4 separate regions of the Mus musculus genome follow, and regions 1, 3 and 4 are each linked to region 2. The links are chromatin contacts, called in public promoter capture Hi-C maps. All regions are on one chromosome and are shown on one strand. Each heading gives the region's core, a stretch centred on a gene start, on an enhancer-like site or on the middle of the called end of the contact. The rest is flanking DNA. Distances are from core to core; before and after follow the strand shown. Region 1 holds the start of Cpxm1 (carboxypeptidase X 1 (M14 family)). Region 2 holds the start of Kcnip3 (Kv channel interacting protein 3, calsenilin). Region 3 holds the start of Ptpra (protein tyrosine phosphatase, receptor type, A). Region 4 holds the start of Tmc2 (transmembrane channel-like gene family 2).

Evidence for each region. Promoter capture Hi-C pulls out the DNA fragments that hold promoters and counts their contacts. Capture Hi-C pulls out chosen DNA fragments and counts their contacts.
Region 1: a promoter capture Hi-C map of liver shows a contact between it and region 2, with 6 times the contacts expected there. The contact joins the promoter of Cpxm1 here to the promoter of Kcnip3 in region 2. A contact is called at or near these places in 5 of 39 promoter capture datasets (hematopoietic stem and progenitor cells, hippocampal neurons, liver and 1 more) and 1 of 9 other capture datasets (liver).
Region 3: a promoter capture Hi-C map of hippocampal neurons shows a contact between it and region 2, with 2.4 times the contacts expected there. The contact joins the promoter of Ptpra here to the promoter of Kcnip3 in region 2. A contact is called at or near these places in 2 of 39 promoter capture datasets (hippocampal neurons and liver).
Region 4: a promoter capture Hi-C map of hippocampal neurons shows a contact between it and region 2, with 3 times the contacts expected there. The contact joins the promoter of Tmc2 here to the promoter of Kcnip3 in region 2. A contact is called at or near these places in 2 of 39 promoter capture datasets (hippocampal neurons and liver).

What each region holds. Positions count from the first base shown.
Region 1 is chr2:130,396,306-130,401,316 of GRCm38.p6, reverse strand. It overlaps Cpxm1 (carboxypeptidase X 1 (M14 family)), which reads left to right and starts at 3,688. Exons shown (of 14, transcript NM_019696.2): 1 at 3,688-3,958; 2 at 4,825-4,986. The coding sequence starts at 3,811.
Region 2 is chr2:127,518,336-127,522,894 of GRCm38.p6, reverse strand. Kcnip3 (Kv channel interacting protein 3, calsenilin) reads left to right here and starts at 1,503. Exons shown (of 9, transcript NM_019789.4): 1 at 1,503-1,657. The coding sequence starts at 1,643. The region is part of intron 2 of Gm35478 (a long non-coding RNA gene); the gene reads right to left.
Region 3 is chr2:130,448,466-130,452,838 of GRCm38.p6, reverse strand. It overlaps Ptpra (protein tyrosine phosphatase, receptor type, A), which reads right to left and starts at 2,561. Exons shown (of 21, transcript NM_001163688.1): 1 at 2,281-2,561. It overlaps Gm52562 (predicted gene, 52562), which reads left to right and starts at 1,269. Exons shown (of 3, transcript NR_165481.1): 1 at 1,269-1,304; 2 at 1,395-1,546; 3 at 2,056-4,373.
Region 4 is chr2:130,193,721-130,198,573 of GRCm38.p6, reverse strand. Tmc2 (transmembrane channel-like gene family 2) reads right to left here and starts at 3,380. Exons shown (of 20, transcript NM_138655.1): 1 at 3,180-3,380; 2 at 1,998-2,151. The coding sequence starts at 2,031.

The DNA.
Region 1 (5,011 bases), core at 2,439-4,938, 2.9 Mb before region 2:
CTCTCTTCCTTTCTTGTTCTTTCTGGTGGGTGGTCCAGGGCTTCGTACTCCTCGGAGGCCATGAGAACCATAAGCTCCACCACCCTGCAGTCATAGCTGAATTCAAAGCAGGAAATGAGCTTGACAAAGTTGTTATTGAGAACAATGCCAGCCCCAGCATCAAGAGTGAAAGACTTAAAGCCACGGGAAACAGCCTGTTCCCCCTCCTAGAGCCCCGAATACCCTGCAGGGCCTCAGATGCCTGCTTTATTGCCTTTTAAAAACAATTTCAATTTATTTTCTATGTATGGGTGTTTTGCCTGCCTATATGCCAATGTACCATGCCCTTTTCCACAACCTTGACAGTGCCAGTGGATGCGGGGATGATGTTCTGGGCAGCCCCACAACCATCCCACCACCCTTTCCAAAGGGGTTGTCCGTGATTATTTTGGATGGTGTGATGCCATGTGCTATGACACTGCAGTTGTCATGGATGACCTTGGCTGGGTGGGTGGGGGTTAACAGCTGGTGGTGCAGGAAGCAGCGTTGCTGACAATCTTGAGTGAGTGTGGAACTTCTTATGATTCACTCCCATCACAAACATGGGGGCAACAGTTGAAGGGGCAGAGATGATGACTTTTGCCCCTACCCTTCAAGTGGACCCTGGCCTCCATCATGGTGAAGACACCAATTGACTCCACAATATACTTGGCACCAGCATCACCTCATTTGGTGTTGGCAGGATCCTGCTCCTGGAAGATGGTGACTGTCTTCCCACTGATGACAAATTTCCTGTTCTCAGCCTTGACTATTCCAAGGAACTTGCCATGAGTGGAATTTACTGGAACATAGACCATGTAGTTGAGGTCACTGAGGCAACAATATCCATTTTACCAGAGTTAAGCAGCCCTAGTGCCCAGGTGCCCAATATGGCTGAACAGGGAAGACCAGGGAGCCTAAATCACACTTTTAATGAACTGAAGGTGGTGGTTCGTGCACACCTGTAATTCCAGCACTCCTTAGGCAGAGTCAGGAGGCTCACAATCCAAGGTCATTCCTGGAACATAGAGATCAGCATGGGGTGGGGTGGGGAGGTTTGAAAGAAAAGGGTTGCCATAGGCCATAGGGAGTGGTATTACTAGGAGGTGTGGCCTTATTGGAATAGGTTCTTTGTTGAAGGAGGTGTGTCACTAGGAGTCTGGTTTTGAGGTCTCAGATGCCCAAGCCATGACCAGTGTAGCAGTCTCTTCCTGATGTCTGAAGACCCAGATATAGAATTTTCAAGTCTCCAACACCATTTCTGCCTGTGCCCCGCTATGCTTCCTGCCTGATGACAATGGAATAAACCTCTGAGCTGTTAATCCTGATGGAATGTTTTCCTTTATAAAACTTGCCGTGGTCATAGTGTCTCTTTACATCAATAAAAGCCTAAGGCACGGGGCTTTACAAAACCCATAGAGTTCTACCAGTTCATAGTGTATGTGAAATTAGAATTATTGGTGCTTCCTGCATAGAAAAAGATCTCACACCTAGAACCAAAAGGGCAAAATGGAATCAGAATTTTATTTATTCATTGTATTCTTTAACGTTTCCTTTTGAGAGTGAGGCTTGCTGTTCTGCTCATGTCATCTTTGAGCTCTTCCTGATCCCAGCCTGTCCCTCGTCTAAGAACTCCTTTGGACAGGTGCCCCACCCTACTAGGAGCCTAGGAGGTTGTTCCCTGAGACATATACTTGCCCTGTGATATCCAAAGGTCCTCCATGTGGCTCTTAGAGATAGAGACCAGGCTCTGTGGGTGATTGGATATAAAGTTGCTGTCATGTCCCTAGAGTCAATAGTCTTTTGACTTCCTGCCTTTGTGTATCAAGTGGCCGGGGCCAGAGACAGTAGCCTAGCAAGACATGGGTGTGAGAAGATGCCAAGGGGCTCAGGGACTAAGAGGGACATATAGAAGCTCTGAGGGAGAGTCTGGAAGGAGGGAGTAGGGGCAGAGTCTGAGATGTCCTGTTGTCCTGTTGGTATTTTTGTCTTCTCTCCTCCTTAGAGCTGAGACTTGGCTCAGAGAGTGGCCTGCAAGTCAAGGAAGCAGTCTACGGTCTTGCCTGTGTGCACTGGCCCTGTATTCAGAAAGTCTGTGCTTTAAAACATATTCTGTTAGCCTTTATTGTCAACACATCAGAGAGGAAAACCTAACTGAGGAACCACAGAGATGAGATCAGCCTATGTAGGATCATCCTGATTGCTAATCAGTATATGAGGGAGGGCCTAGCCCACTGTGGGCAGCGCCATTCCCCTGACAGTGGTTCTGTCCTATATAAAAAATCTAAGCAGGAGCCTGCTAGCTAGCCAGCAGGGTTTCCTCTGGTTTCTGTTTTTCAAGTTCGTTCCTGCCTGAGTTCTGCCTCAACTTCCCTGAATGAACCTGTAATTAGAAATAAATCCTTACCTTCCCCAAGTTGCCTTTTGTCCGAGTATTTTGTCACAGCATCAGAAAGGACAGTAGAACATGGTGTCTTCCTTAAACTTCTCTATGCCTATCTGGTGAGCTGAGCCTAGCACTGCTTCTTAGGTGGGAGCACCAAAACGGGACTTGGACATGTATGGGTCCTCCGTGATCACTCCCTTCTCAGAGTTCTCTGACCCTCCTGGAGTGCCATAGTTGGGCTAGATGACAGGGCTTACTCCTTTGCAGTGGTCCCTATAGGAGGTGGCCTCAGTTCAGGAGCCCCACACCTGGCCCCACGCATTTCCACCAGGCTCTGGTTCTGCTGCAGAACCAGAAAGGTGGTTCTGAAAGGTGCAGGCTTGACTTGAGGTTATTCAGCTCATTTACATAGACACTTCTTGGGGGACTACAGCGAAGGCAGAGCAAGCACCAGTGGCACAGGCCTTTCTTTGGGGCAGGTGACTCCGGTGTGGGGAGAATCTAGAGGGGTCCTGGGGAAAACAGGTCAGAGAACTCCTGGAGGAGGATGGGAGGAGGAGGGGAAGGAGGTGGATCGAGAAGTGCGGGAATCCCATTAAGACTAGACTTGGTCTCACGGTTCTTGACGCCAGCCCTCTGGTTATCAGCTCTGGCTGCCTTCCTCGAGTTATGTAACCCCAAAACGTGGCAGCCCCGGGAGGGAAAAAGAGAGGAGGCGGGTCGGAGAGGAAGCGCCGCCTCTCTTTGCACCCACAGTTTGTTTTTGGGTTTAATGGAGGACCCCTCACCCCCACAACGCAACCCTAGCCTTCCACCCCCACTGCTCTCCTGCGGTCTTTCCCCGTTGCCCTACCCACCCCAGCAAGGCACCCTAAGTTCTGGATGGATTTTCCTCTCAAGTTGTAGTTTCCAAAGCCCCCAGCTTTTGTTACCTTGGCCACGTCAACAAGGCCCAATGCAAGCTTCAGTTTATCAGCCTGCAAACTGAAGTTTGACTAAGATTCAGACCACGTGCAGAGCGCCTTGCATAGGTGCCTGCAGATGGGATAGGCGCGCGCAGTCGAACAGAATGTGCGGTGACTTTGCAGCCTGTGTAGGGCCGGACACCGGTGAGGCTGCGACATTGGGTCTCTGGACCCCAGCCCGCCGCCCTCCCCCCCCCCCGGGGGTCCTCGCGGTTCACCAGAGTCAGCCGCCCCCGGGGGATGTCGCGGCTCTCCGCAGCCCTCCCCCTCCTAGGGTGTCGGATTCCAGAGAGTGGCTGTGGGCGGGCCGGAGGCTGCAGAGGGGCGTGGGGCGGTGGAGGGCGGGCGAGCAGGAAGGGGCGGGGGGCTCCGCAGACGCCCGCAGGAAGAAGAGAACCCACCAAGAACCTCGGCACAGCGCGCTCGTCGACCCTTCCCGCTATGTGGGGTCTCTTGCTCGCAGTGACCGCCTTTGCGCCTTCCGTCGGTCTGGGGCTGGGGGCTCCCAGCGCCTCAGTGCCGGGCCTGGCGCCGGGCTCAACCCTGGCTCCACACAGCAGCGTTGCACAGCCGTCCACAAAGGCAAATGGTGAGCTCTGGGTCCCATGGTCGGCTGCTGGGCAGGTCAGACCCACTCCCCCAGCTGGGTCCTCCAGCTCGCCCTGTGAACGGGGACAAGCACAGCCCAGTGCAATGGCTGCTGAGTCAGCAGCCCCATCCTGGCCAGACCTAGTCAGCAGTCTTAGGGCAGGCCCAGCGGGATGCTGGCTGCCCCAACTCCAGCCTGCCTTCTTCACAAATGAAATTTGAGGCCAGAATCTGGAAAGGTGAAGAGACACCAGACTAAAAGGGGACAAGCCTATGCAGGATGGTGTGTAAGGCCATGGACTGGAGGGGAAAAGACAGGGAGTGAGGCTGCCTGGAGGAAAGATCACTGCCTCGTGATGGGCGCAGGCAGACTGTCTGGCTTCCCAACTTCTTCCTTAGTTAGGAGCTCTGAGGCCAGCAGGTAGGCCAAGCACGGACTTCATTCAGGAAAAGACCCGAGGCTTAGTCTGAAGATAAGGAAGGCTTGGAGGTTGATGAGAGTAGATGCAAGATTAGAGACAGGAGGTAGTATTACCGAAGAGGACGGACCAGAGCAAGGCCTGGAGGTTAAAAACTAACTTCAGACCTTCAGAGTGACCAGTCTCTAATGGCTCAGTGTTGCTCTCCCCTGAATCAGGGAGTCAGAGGGGACGTGAGCCAAAGATGTTGTGTTAAGAAGGAAAAACTGAAGAAATGACTAAAAGAGGCAGGTGGAGTTAGGAAACAGGTCTTGTGTGCTGTGCTAGGATGTCAGTAATTGTTGTAGGTGTCACATATGCCCAAATGCCTTCTTGGGCTAGCAGACCTTTCCGTCTGGGTTTCATGACATTCTTCTCTTCTTTGGTACATTGTCCCCTGGTACCCTAGAGACCTCAGAACGGCATGTCCGGCTTCGAGTCATCAAGAAAAAAAAGATCGTTGTCAAGAAGCGAAAGAAGCTAAGGCACCCTGGTCCCTTGGGGACTGCTAGGCCTGTGGTGCCCACTCACCCAGCAAAGACCCTCACTCTCCCTGAGAAACAAGAACCAGGTATTGCTTACCCAGGGGCCCCGCC
Region 2 (4,559 bases), core at 254-2,753:
TATGAGGAGGGCCTGCTGGATAGGGCTGGGGAGGTTGCTGGCTCCCTGGTAGGCCCAGGACGGAAGGGTTCTGTTCTAGGCTGGCTCTGCCACAGCCTGTTACTCCCAAGGAGCTCCTATCAGAGGAGTGGAATCTCAGCAAGGGAGCCAAGCAGAGACTTGTGGCTCTCTAGAAAGAGGCACTGACTTGGAGTGGAGTGCTCAGACAACCCTGCCTCTCAAAAAATGCCACAAGTAAGGACAGGGCTTGATTCCTGAATCGTGGACATGTAACTGGTGGGTAGAGAGTTCCTCCAGAACTGGCTCTGAGTGAACACAGTCTGGATATACTGCTTTGTTGGATAGGTAAAGACTCAGCTTTCCTGAGTTTTGCCATCATTAACATAGACTGGGATAATGACCCTTTTCTTCTAAGCCCACTATGCCACTCCAAGGCCTTATGGGAATTTGCCTAATGCCAAGTCAGTTTGGAAGATTGGCACTGACCCCGGAGCCTCTGGGACCCTTGTCGTCCTCTTTCCCAGAGAGCCCTCTGTGGGAGAGTCTCTTGCCCGGAGTGAAGTCCTGCTGTGCAGATGGCAGAACTGTCCCCTCCCCTCTGGGGACAGCTTTCCTGCCTCGGGATCAACAGCCCCAGGGTTTTGCCCGGGGAGGGTCTAGCAGCTGCCGCTAATTGGCTGACTCAATAAAAAGGGGGTGGGACAGGGTAGGAAGGGCAAGCAAGTGCTCCTGGGCTTTCTGGGAAAGAGGGGATGGCTCAGGCTCTGTTTCCATGGGAACTACTGGCACTGGCAGGCTCCTCCGGGCGCCAAAAAGGGAAACTTGGCGCTGGTCTCCGTACCTGGCTCCTGGTGGATTCCCTTGGGCATTAGAAAATGCCCAAGAGCTTGTCTCCCACAGGGCAGGAAGGAGCCTTCCCGAGGACGGTCAGGACCCTCGATCCCTTCTCCATCCCCAGGTCCCACGCCAGGAGATCTAGGGGAGGTCCCGTGGTTGCTCTGAATGCCTGAATTTGGTCCCAACCTCAAGTCAAAGGACAGTGAAACTGGGAAAGTGTGAAGTGCTCGCTCCAGCTTGGAAGGTTTTCATACAGCAAGGCCTATGAGGGGTCGCACAGAGGTGACTAACAGATAGGGGAGAGCAACAAGAGGTGTTAGGACCCCAGGTGTTACCTTAGTGACGTAATCCCAAGGGCTCCTCTCTGTCCTGCGCAGGGACTGGTGGTGGAGTACCCTCCCTTCTATCCCTGTGACTGGGAAGGGTAGGAACAGACCCTGTACTAGAGGGAGATGAGAACCAGGGACAGACCCTGAGCCTAACTAAGCAAGGGGGGTTGGGGGCCAGATAGGCTGAGAGGCCAGGACTAGGAGCACAGGAAAAAGAGAAACTGGAGGTTGTCAGGATGGAGGCGAAGGAGGGGGGAGATAAGAGGGGGAGGGAAGAGGCAGAGGAAGAGAGGTGGAGCTAAGACTCGGAAGGAAGGGAGGGTGGAAGGAGTGGGCAGGGGGCGGGAGAGAAACCTCCAGTGACAATTGCGTCTGGGTCCAAGCAAACATGAGGCAGCTGCCAGCCGGACCAAGCAGTCTGGCTTGCTCGGGCTGCAAAGCGGGAAGATTAGTGACGGTCCCTTTCAGCAGCAGAGATGCAGAGGACCAAGGTAGGCGCTGAGGGGCTGAGGACTTGCCTGGACTTGGGGAAGGTGGGGCTCTGATGTTGGTCTTGACTAGAGAGTATTTTCACAGTGGTCCTTGGCCCCTACTCTCGCTAATCCATATAAGGGAAAGTAATTGTTCAGAGCATTCCTGCCTGGGAGGCTGGAATCCCGTGGCCTTTGGATGGAAGAGGCTCTGGGTGTCTGTGGACAGAAGAGAAGCTTGAAATTAGCTCCATGGCTGGTCCTGTTCAGTTAGGTCCTTGGGGCAGGGGCTGGGGTAGCTGACCCTGACCCTAGCCTCATAGATCTTAGTGAGACACAGGAGCATGGAAAAGGATGTCTTATGTGTGTGGGCAAGCCAACGGGCAAAGCTTTCAAGTAATCCATCAATGAATGAATGAAGACCCCCCCTTCTTCTTAAAGCACTATGAGACCCCTAATAAAATCACAAACATCTCTGCCTCTGTGGAGCTGTTGGGGGATGGAGAGAGAGGGGAGGCAAAGAGGCACCCGGTACAAAGTTCAAGAAATAGTAGCCAGGTGAGGGGAAGAAGAGAGACAAAAAAAAAATTAAAAAAAAAACAAAAGGTGTGCTCCAGCTTAGCACCGACCCTCAGAAAGTCTGACCTGGATGCCGCACACAAGTCCAGGGTAATCTTGCTTAGGGGGAGAAAGGATCAGATCCAGGTCCGGTTGAATGCCCCAAATAAGGAAATCAAGGTCTTATTTAAAAAAAAAAATAGATATTGGGCTGGCATCTTACAGTCTTTCTTCCCAAAAGATGTCTTCCTGCCCCACTCCCAATGAGGGCAAGCAGCCCAGAGAGGGCTGGAGACTGATTTCAGGCCATTCTGCCCCAGAGTCCAGGTTACTATCCCTGTCCTCTGGTCCAGTTCCCAGAATACCATGAAGGATCTGCAGATGGAACAAAGCCCTTTGAGCACAAGGGCAGGGTACCTTGAAAGGTACTTTCTCTCTTGTCACACCTGTCTCTAGAAAGCTCTGGACTGGCACAGCAGAAGCATAAACAGCTCTCTGTCCCAGACTCACATCCACACTCAGATGATAGGTGAAGCTGTGTGCATCTACAGACATTGGACACACAGATACCCTATGACTGTACCCCTCCCTCACAGAGCCCAGCAACGTGACTCTGTGTGTCCACAGATACAGGGAGTTCTACAGCCATGTGTGCATAGACCTGCACACAGCTGGCACTGTCCATCAGCAGGGGATAGCATAGCCCCCTTCCCTTTACCCATCTCTGGTGGCTCTAATTCCCAGAATTCTTCCTGGGTCCTTAACCACTACTCCCCTACCAGATGAGCAGAGTGTGAGGTCAGAGTCCCATAGTCCACTTGGCTGTTCTATTGGCCATTGTGGCCTCCACTGTGCCCACCATTGGCTCCTGGGCACTCATGGAACTCATTAGGCTTATGGCTGCCCCCTGGATTTCCATGTGTAGCTTGGCCCAAGATGGAAGCCAGCACCACAGTGACAGTGGAGCTGGATAAAGTCCCTACTGTCCCCTACCAGTAGGAGATTATGGAGGTAGCAGGACGGACAGCAACTAACATAGGCTGGGAGATGGCCACACTTGTCACAGTCACTAGCTGACCCAGTTCTGTCCCTGCCTTCTCACCATACCCTAGCCGTCCCTTTAGTAGCTTTCATTTGGCCCTGCAGAGTGGGCACTGACCACAATGCCAGGCCTCCTGGCCAAACCCTGTGTTGGGAGGAGAGAGCCAGCAGCATCCAGATTCAGAGGTGGTAAAGTGGACACTGGGTCAGTTTGGCTCTGGGAGCCTCCCCAGCTTCTTGCAAGTCTGACCTTAATTTGCCCTGTTTGCAGAAGCGGTAACTGAGCACAGACAGGACCTCCCCTCCTAAACCGTTATCCTCATGCAGCGCACCCAGGACTTGGTGTTGTTCTTACTCTATAGGTGAGGAACAGAGGTGGGTCCTGAACTGCATGCAGTGTTGAGACTGGATCTGAGCGGTCTTGCCTTCTGCAGCACAGACACCAAGCTCTAGGTGAGGGTGTCCGGTGGAGAGTGATAGGCGCAGACTCCAGGGGACAGAGGTGTGCCTTTAACCAGGCAGCCAAGGAGGTTTGACTGGAGACTATTTGTGCCTTCTTAGCCTGTCACTCAATGGCACTAGGGACTCTGCCCCAGTCATGACCCTGACTGCATTAGCCCCTACTTCCCCTTGCTTGGCTGTGGATCCAGACATGAAAAGGAAAGAACCTGAAGTCGTCCCCCCCTCCCCCCATTCTCTTCCTTTTCTGTTTCTCATAGCCCAAGCAGGCTTTGCTAGGGACCATAGGATGACCTTGAACTTCTGATCCCCTGCCTCTGCCTCCTGAGGGGAGGGATTACAGGTGTCTGCCACCATACCCACTTCATGCTGGGGCTTAATCCCTGGGCTTCACACACACCAGACAAGCATTCTACCAACTCAGCTCAACTCAGTCCAGTCCCTTTCTCTTAGTCACATCTTCCCCCAAAGTGGAAGCTGTTTGGATAAACCAGGCTGGCGTGAGGGGCACCCTCTGCTCCCTCAGCGCCCTGGTCCTCACTGGGATTCTCAGGGGATGTTGCAAGCTCCCTGATATGGCTTCTGTGAGGGCTTTCATAGGGAAAGCAAAGGAGGGAAAAGGGGAAAGCATCAGCCTTGACCAGCCCTGCCCCAGGCAGGATGTGTGCACAGCGTGGGTGACTCACGACTCCCCCCAGCTCCCAGCTGACTGATGTTCTCCCCCTCCCTTGAACAGGTGCATCTGTCAGCTGTGATCAGCCCACATCCTAGAACGCCACAGAGCAGCCATGTGACAGTGCCAGAGTCAGAGCAGGGAGAGCTAACAGGCAGGAGGACAGCCAAGAGGGGCCTGTCCCTGGCCTCT
Region 3 (4,373 bases), core at 1,312-3,811, 2.9 Mb before region 2:
AGGAGATAAGAGAATGGATTTTCTTTCTCTACATTTCCTTTTGACTGCTAGAATTTACCTCTCCGATGCTTTGTCTTTTCCCAAACCGAGTAAGAATTCCTCTCAAGAGGAATAATCATTCTCTGGGTCTAAAAGAGTATATTCTACTTTTGTGGGTCTGGGCCACTGCCTCCTAAACTTCTCTGTTATCAGTGAGCATGAGGCTCCATAAAGTCTCCAAATGACCCTAACACAACAACAGAAGCCTTCACTCTGATCCTAATCCTATCTTGTTCTGTCCCTCTAGGCCAGCTACACTTCTTCCCAGTTAGAATTCTAAGAATTTCCCTCCTCCAAGACTGCCTGCATTCTCTCTCCGAATGTGCAGATCCCTCCTTTAGGATCACAAGATCCCCTCCCAGGAAAGCCCTTCCAGACTACCCAGGCGGAGGCTCTAGAAACACTGTCAGAATTTAGATCTGACTAGGCCCCCATCTGCTCACTCAAGTCCTGCAGAGTCAGAATGAGCCCTTATAATTACTGAAAAGATTAAACAAGATAATTCATGTAAGGCATTTATTATATAGCCTGTCACAGGCACACAGAAAACAGCAATTATTATTACTCTAGTAGCACCTATGATGTAACTGTTTATATCCACCTGTCTCCCATTGGTCTGTAATCTTCTCAAAGATAAGAATATGACTTTCTCACTTTCATTTTGCATCTCAAGTACTGTGGCTGGCAAATAGGTGGTATATGAATGCACTAAACCAAGGGGTTTGCTTTTCTGGTTCTGTATTCACCCAGATAATGATCAGTGGTTAAAAGGTACCTAGTCAAAAGTCTCCTGGATCTGACCATGGGGCCACTGGGGCAGAGAGAGGAGAAAGGTAACTGAGGAGTTGTTGGCTTTTCAGGGATAGTCAGGCAGATGCTGAGAAGCAGGTAAGATTTTGGGAAGCCTGCCAGTTTCTCCCAGGTGTGACAGCCGTGTAGACATAGAGAATCAGAGTCTGCAAGTCCCGGTATGGGCAACCCACACTCCAAGCAGGCTGCCAGGAAACACTAGGAAACATTTCTCTTGGGAGGTGGTTGAGGGGCTTCAAGATAACTAGGACGAATTCTATCAGGGAAGTCTTAAACAGGACCCAGAAGAAGCCGGTCCGCAAGAAGCTTCTCAAACAAGGAAGGCCCGGAACCAGGCAAGGAAGGGTGAGAAGGGGGACCCTGAAAGCAAAACCCTCCCACATATGAGGGGGTGGCCGAGCCGCTCCGAATGGCTAAACACAGCGTGGAAGAGAAAGGAGAATGAGAGGACTGAGGTAACCATCAAAGATTAAGTTCAGGAAGGACTGCCAAGAGCCTTGTAGGGAACGGTAAGGCATCTGGGTTTTCCTCCATCTCATTCACAGAGGAAGGAAAGTGAAGGAGTTTTTAAGCACACAAATGACAGCGTCTGATCTACGTTTTCGAAAGGAGTATCCAGACAGAAAGATGTTCATCCTGTCCCAGTCTTTCCTCATCCACCATCTTTTGGTTCTCTGGCTGCTTCAAGAGTTAGCAGGTAACAAGTGGTGCCATAGCCGGGGACATGAGGCTGGTTTTCAACAGAAATTCCCTATCCTAGCCAAGGGCTTCGGCCGACATCACACTCTGTCCAAGAGGGTTTGGAACATTTTTTTGCTTGTCCTACAAATATCATCACTATCAACAACAAAACCCTCTAATAGACAGGATCATCTCTGCCTCTGTAGTTGTTATTTTTAGGAAATATTAGGGGCTCAACCCCCCCCCCCCGTGGCAATTTTTAAGAATTACTGAAAGTAAACACAGGAGATGTGCGTTCCCAAGTGGCTGCTTTTGAATTCTGGGTAGCTTAAGTCCATATTTTCCTTCTTAAGCATACACAACAGTTGGGAATGGGCGGCAGAGAGGGGCCTGGGAGTAGGACCAGGAAGGGGTCTTAAGGGGAAGGTGGGAGGTGGGATGGTCACTGCGTGTGCCACCTATCTCCTCCCATTAAATGGACCTGAGCAAATCCCATTTTCGCTGCTCAAAGTTTTTTTCTTTCAGAATGAACTACGGCAGCGCCCTGGCCCGGGCCGGAGGAGGACGTCCGCAAAGTTCCAGCCTGTCTGTGTCCCGCACGTTTCCGGGACCCCCTCCCCCTGTCCACGGTGCCAGGATGCACAAGCCAGAGGCGCTCCTCCAGGATAGGATCCAGGGACCGCTCCCACGCGCGGCCGAGCCACCCCACCTCCCCGAGCCCTCCCGACGGCGGCAGGCGCGAACGCTTACCGAGCCCGGCGCTGGGCGGGACCGCGGGGGACGCGCACGGCAGCTCCGCCTCAGGACCGCGGCGGCGTCTCGGCCCGCCGCTCCCCTCAGGGCCGCCGCCCGGTCCGCTGCTCGAAGCCCCGCGGCGGCGGCGGCGGCCTCGCCTCCATGGCGAGGAGAAGCGGCAGAGAGAGGACTGGGCTGGAGGCTGCGATGGCGGCGTGGTCCAGGGGTCTGTGCAAGATGCCCCCGCGAGTCCCTGTCAGCGCCTCACTCGCCGCAGCCTCTCTCCCGTCGCGGCCTGGGCTGTAAGGCGCTTCGTCATTGGCCGTTGAGAGGCGGGCGCTGGTTCGCTGACGCCGGGCGGGCGTCTCCGCCTCCGTGAGCCCCACCCCTGCGCGCCCCGCTGCGCCGCGGAGTTCCCCGGGCGCACTGGGGGTCTCCGGGTAACAGGACAGGACGCTCCCTATCCTCCCCTGGCACACGTCTCCCACCTAGTCACGGTCCTAGGCCCCCGGGCATGGGCTTTTTTCCTTGTTTACAGATGAGGAAACTGACACCAGGCACAAGCCACACCAACTGGTGAACTCAGGCACTCGAAAGCCATCTCCATCCTTCTCCAAATGTGATCCTCTCTCTAACACACCCCGCGCCTCTGCCTCTGCCTCTGCCTCTCTCGCGCTCTCGCTCTCTCTCTCTCTCTCTCTCTCTCTCTCTCTCTCTGTCACACACACACACACACACACACACACACGAGAGAGAGAGAGAGAGAGAGAGAGAGTTAGTTGTAAGGCACTTAAAGGATGTAATTGCGAGAAGAATTTGCCTAGTACCTAGGACCGGTCTAGCTCTGAGTATGTCATCTTAAATAAACCAGCCCACATCATCCCCACCCGAACCCTAGGGAAATCTCTCTTGCTTTCCAGATGTGCAAGCTGGGCCTGATTCTCTAGAGCTGGATGGAAGCACAGCACACGGTGCTCCGCAGCGAGCGGGGAGATACTTCTTGATACATGCATAGTGGTCAGGAGAAGATTGAAAGCGCTGAGAGAGACCAGGGAAGCGAACAGCGTTCTTTGTGCATCTAGCTTCTAGGAACCATAAGTCGATTTTTTCGGAAGGTAGCAGTCCTCAGTTTAGAGCACTTTGGATGCTGCTAGACCTAGGGCGCCAAGTTAGAACTCTATGCAAACACCCTTCCTTTATTTGTTGAATAAGTAAGTGTGCGCAGACCAGAGCCAGGACCTGCAAATGTGCGTTGAAGCGGGCCTTCTTTAAACTTCCTCCCTCTGGGTAGTAAAAACCTCTCCTTGAGTTAAGATTTGTGACTCTTGATCTCCCTCCTCAGGGCCATCTCAGTGACAGTCTACAAGACCTCTATCCTGTCTCCTAAATGTCAGACTCCTGCCAATGAGGTCCGCTCCTCCTACAAGTTCCAGAAGCCCATTTCCTAGAAAGTACAAAGTCTATCAGGGATGCAAATACACAGCAAATTGAAAAGTGACCAAATGAAAAGTTGGGTCTTTCACTAGAACACAATACTTTACAAAACAAGACCAACACAGAACAAAACAAATCTGAAAAATACTGGTTCTTGGCTAAGAAAGCAGCCTCTTGGCTTTAGAGCAAACCCTACCAGCAAACTTTTTTTCTTTTCTTTCTTTTTCTTTCTTTCGGTTTTTTGTTTGTTTGTTTGTTTGTTTGTTTTGTTTTGGGGTTTTTTGTTTTTTTAATTTTTTTGAAATTTTTCTTATTTACAGTTAACCTATGACTCCTGGTCCTTTTCAGAGCTCCCTACCCCATTAGCACAATCAAGAGCCATCTTGGAAGAAAAATAAAATAGAAAAAAAGGAACCAAGAGAAAGATAAGTGGGAGCTCCCTGTTCTCTGCTGCATTGGTGCCTGCAGGTAAGAACTGGAATAGCAGGGCTGAAGGATAGGATTAAAGGAGCCCCATTTCCCCTCAAAAGTCCAAGTCACTTCCCCTCCCTGCCTACCTTTCTGTCTAGTAAATGAAGCAATGAGTTGTTCTCTATGTCCTGAATGCAGATCATGCACTGGACACCTCTCAGAGTAAGTCAGAGATGTCAACTCTCAGGAGCAAACATTCTGGG
Region 4 (4,853 bases), core at 2,131-4,630, 2.7 Mb before region 2:
CAAGCCAGATTGGATCCCAGCACTGAGAGGAAACGTAGACGTGAGATCTTACTCCTAACTAAGACACTATTTGTGATTGATACTTGCTAGGAAAGGGAAAATCAGGTTTTTCCAATCAAGTGTCAACAAATAGATAGATCTACTACACTCCAGGGCAGACCCTGAGTCCAAGAATAGTTGGCCAACACAAAATGATGAGCTCCGTGTGTGTGTGTGTGTGTGTGTGTGTGTGTGTGTGTGTGTGTGTACTTGTTTTAATTTGCTTTGTTTTGGCATATATGGTCTTATTGAACTTTTACTTGTTAGTTTTGATATTTTTTTTATTTTTAGTTTTTGAGAGAGAGATCTAGAAAGAAAGAAAGAAAGAAAGAACATCAAGTTGAGTGAGTAGGGTGGTGGGAGGAATCTGAGAGGAGTATGGGGGGGGGTAGGAAAACATGGTCAAAATATATTGTATGAAAAAATTCAAATTAAAAAAGATTAAAGGGGACTGGAGAGATGGCTTAGCGGTTAAGAGCACTGACCGCTCTTCCAAAGGTCCTGAGTTCAATTCCCAGCAACCACATGGTGGCTCACAACCATCTGTAATGAGATCTGATGCCCTCTTCTGTTGTGTCTGAAGACAGCTACAGTGTATTCATATAAATAAAATAAGATCTTTTTTTAAAAAATTAAAGGATATTATGCAATTGGCTTATAACACATAAATAAATGATTATATAAATTAAGTATTTCAAAATATTTCTAAGGAGCTGGGCATGGTGACACATGGCTGTAATCTCATCACTTGGGATGCAGTTGCAATTCCAAGGAGACCAGGAAGTGGAGGTAGCAGGCAGGACCTTAGCATTTATTAGTACAATCTTCAGGGTTAGATATGTATAACTGACACAAGAAATTGAAGTCATGGCAATTTGTAGCTTTCAGCTTCTCCTCGGGCTGGGTAGCTTCTTCACAGAAATGCTGTAGTCACCTTCCAGGGGGAGCTGTGGGAGATTAGAGGGTGCGTTGGGAGGGATGGAGGCGCTTGGGTATGGGTCCTAGCTGTACCACTTTCTAGGTGTTGCCTTGTCCCTGGGATAATGAATGTTCATAGCTTACCAAGGCAAAGCTCAACGAGTCTCTAGTTCTGGGAGTGTCCCAGAGGTTGAAGCAGAGGCTAAGCAGCAAGCCATCTCTGCTCAGCGTGATGCCTCTTCCCCAGTAAAACAGACTGCTTCCTAGAAAGGACTCATGCTTGTCATTGAGCAAGGGAAGAGGGAGAAGGAGATGGGGATGGAGAAAGAGGAAGGAAAATGTGGGATGAGTAGCTGGAGTTTTAGGGCTAACATGAGCCTGGCACACTACCCAGGAGTGCATCATTTCTTCACACCGTATCACCCTCTCCACCCTATCCTCCATGCACAAGAGCAACTCTGATGTCTTTCTCTCTCTACCATGCAACCAAGGACAGAAAGAAAGCAAATTGCCCTCTGAAAGTCTCCTGGCAGCAGCCCCATCTCACTATGGTAGCCTGCAGATGGGAACTTGGTGCCAGTTACTTTACTCAAGACGCTGTCAGTCCAACATTTCCCTGATCCCTTGGAAAAGTCATAAGTTCAGAACTCTCCCATCTCCCCACCCTCACCCCCACCCCCACCCCCACCCCCACCCTGCAACAGAAAGACAGCCACAGTAGGTGAGAATTGTTAAGGAGAGACAGCTGCCAACAGTGGCTTTCAGTATCATGCAGATAGGTGGCCAACTCTAGCAAGTTCACTAATGCATGGCTCTCTGCACAGGTGATTTTCAGTTCCTCTAGGAGCCCTGCAAAGAGGTGACAACCACCCTCATCCCATCGGTGGGTCGGGTCGGAAGAGGCTAGCTACCCTGCTCAAGTTGCAGGATCTGAACTCAAATGCAGGGCCTTCCCATGCCTCTTGAGACTGCCTCTCCGATACCCACTGTGCCCAGAGGCCTGTTGAGTAGCACCCATGAGGATGAAGATGAAGACTCACCTTCCTCGTCCAAGCTCTTTAACTGGGGGCTCATGGTTACCAGAGTTTCAAGGCCCTCACACTGGCTCACGTCTTCATATACTGCCCAGCCTGGGGTGACTTCCTGCTGTCATGGTCACTGGCCTCTTCCTGGAACCTGACGGCAACTAGGGGCCTCTGAGGTTGAAGGTAGAGGTAGGTTTTGTTGGGGAGAGAGATGGGGAGAAAGCAATGAGTTTGCAGCACGTCAATCTATCCAGACACTCCTCCGCTCGGGTTTCCCTGCCAAGGACAGTGTGGCCTCACATTTCAGACATCACTTATACATGAGGGCCCTAGAGGGGTAGGAACTGTGGACTCATCTCCTGATAATGATACCACAGGCATGCCAGCCAGGGAAGGTGTGAGCTATGTCGCAGGGCTCTTTCCCAGTGTCTTGAGTCCCTGATTGGACTCAAAGGTATAAGTTATCTGGGCTTTGGTTTAAAATGAAGATTTTTAAAGACAGGCAATGGAATCTTCTTTTTTTCCCTCTCCCTCTCTCTCCATCATGCAGCGTCACACCAATGGCCTTATGCTTGCTAGGCAAGCGCTCCTGGGTCTTGGAATCTACACTTTGGACCTGAGTCAACAAGGATGACTGTCCCTACTGAAGTCACCTGCTTCTTCATTCAGTAGCTTTCTCTAATGCTGCTTGCCTTTGTGGGAGGTTTGTTTGGATGCTTTGAGAACCACTGTTATCATGTAAAAGCAAGGCTGCAGGACCAGAATGGTACCAAGGTTCTTGTTGTTATCAGTTGATACTGCAGTTCAGAGCATTCCCCCTAGAGGGATTCCAAGTCCTTTTATCCCTTAAAAGGGAATCGATCAGACACAGAGTTGCAGCAAAAGATCCACTTCCAAGGAGGAATCTGTCTGGGACAGGGAGGTTCCGAAGTTCAACAATCCTGCAGAGAGTTTTTTTCCCCCCTGTTATCTTAGGAGCATTAATCCAGCAGCAAGGAGAGACATAGGCCTATAAAAGCCCCACTTAATTAATTTCAATTTGATGGGTACATGATGTCTATTTACCAAAAGAACAGCGTAGCTTCCCAACTAGGGCCTATAGCCTTTCCAACCATGGGATTTGACCAGATTTACAGTATCAGAGAGGAATCCCTTCATAGGATTGGCTTCAAATCCAATCAGAAAGTGGTTGCTTACCTCTGGAACAAACTTGGCCACTATTTTTTTTTTTTTTTTTGGTTTTTGGAGACAGGGTTTCTCTGTGTAGCCCTGGCTGTCCTGGAACTCACTTTGTAGACCAGGCTGGCCTTGAACTCAGAAATTCGCCTTCCTCTGCCTCCCGAGTGCTCGGATTAAAGGCGTGTGCCACCACGCCCGGCAAACTTGGCCACTCTTGCACTATATTATGCCTGAGTAGTCAGTTGTATTGATGCGTCATGATGGCTAGCTAATGGGGAGGACGCTCCCAGGCCAGTTTCAGTTTTATTTCTTTATATTCTGTGACCAAGATGTGTGCTGTCTTCAGCAATGCAGTCTTACTATCGCATTCTCGTAGGCAACTGTCGTGTCTGCTCTCAACCAGCAAGAACGACACGACCACCAGTTCTAACAGCAGTTTAGTCAGCAAGCTTCAATCTTCATCTCTCTCGCTTCATCTTTTTCTCCCTCGATCACCGGATCTCTCACTCTTATATACTCTCAGCCCCCAACCACTCACAGCAAGCCACGTCACCTCACCAGGCACGCAGCTTCAGCCAATCAGGGCGGTAGGGGCATGTCTCTACCAAATATGGACTTGTTTTTACCGCCAGCATCATGGTGCACCTGCGCAGCTCTCACGATGGTCATGGCTTATTTTCAGGTGTATGAGGAAGTCAGGTGCAAATCATAAGACTTAGCTGCAGTCCCTGGCGCCATCTTGGGACTGCTGCCACACCTGCTCCTCACATCTCTCCCTTTTTTTCTTTTTTGGCAGAGAGAATGTCTGTCTTAGATTGCCCCCTGCAGCAATGCCCCTTACCCGTCCTTGGGAGACAAACAGCATTGGTTTGATCCCTGTCTTAGGTTGGCGACACGCCCAGGGAGTCTTATCCGTCATTGACTACTTCTCTAGCATGCCAAGCCAGCCACACTTGAGGACATTGTCCTGTCTGCATGCGGCAGGTGCACCAGAAGGCCAGGACGCTGATTAATCTATGGCCTGATTTTGATTGCTGCAAGCAAGCCTCTTGGGTGAAGGTAGAGATCTGATCCCCAGTGTGCAAGCATAGGGGCCCTACACAAAACCATCCCTTGGGCTCATCACCCAGAGAGGTCTTGGCCAGCTCCGTGTTGTTTTTCCTGGGGAAAGGGAACTAGGACACTGAATCTTCATGCAATCAGACGTGCCTTCCACAGGATGCCAACAGCTAGCTATCCTCTGTGCAGTGCTTAGCCTTGCAACCCACGGCATAATGCAGCATTATTTCTTTAGAGCGGCAAGCCAAATCTGAGGATATTGTCCCGCCTCCACTGCGGCAAAGGCCTGCGCCACCATGGCAGAAGTGCGGGCCTGCACACGCTGCACCCGACACATACACCAAACACACAACACACACACTATTACAAGCATACATCCCAGGGCTCCCATCAGTCCTGAGGCAAGGGATCAGTGCAACTACCATTCACCCCACATAACAACCATACATATAAGGGGGCACTGCCCAAGGTGGAAGGGAATCAGGAACACTCCTACAAAAAGGAAGGGGGGAGGCCCATCTAAGTTGGGAGGGTATAGTGCCATTGCCCTTGGATATACTGGCAGGCCACACCCCTCGAATCCAGGTAGCATTAGCTTTAGTAGATACAGCTGAACACAATCACTCATCTGTG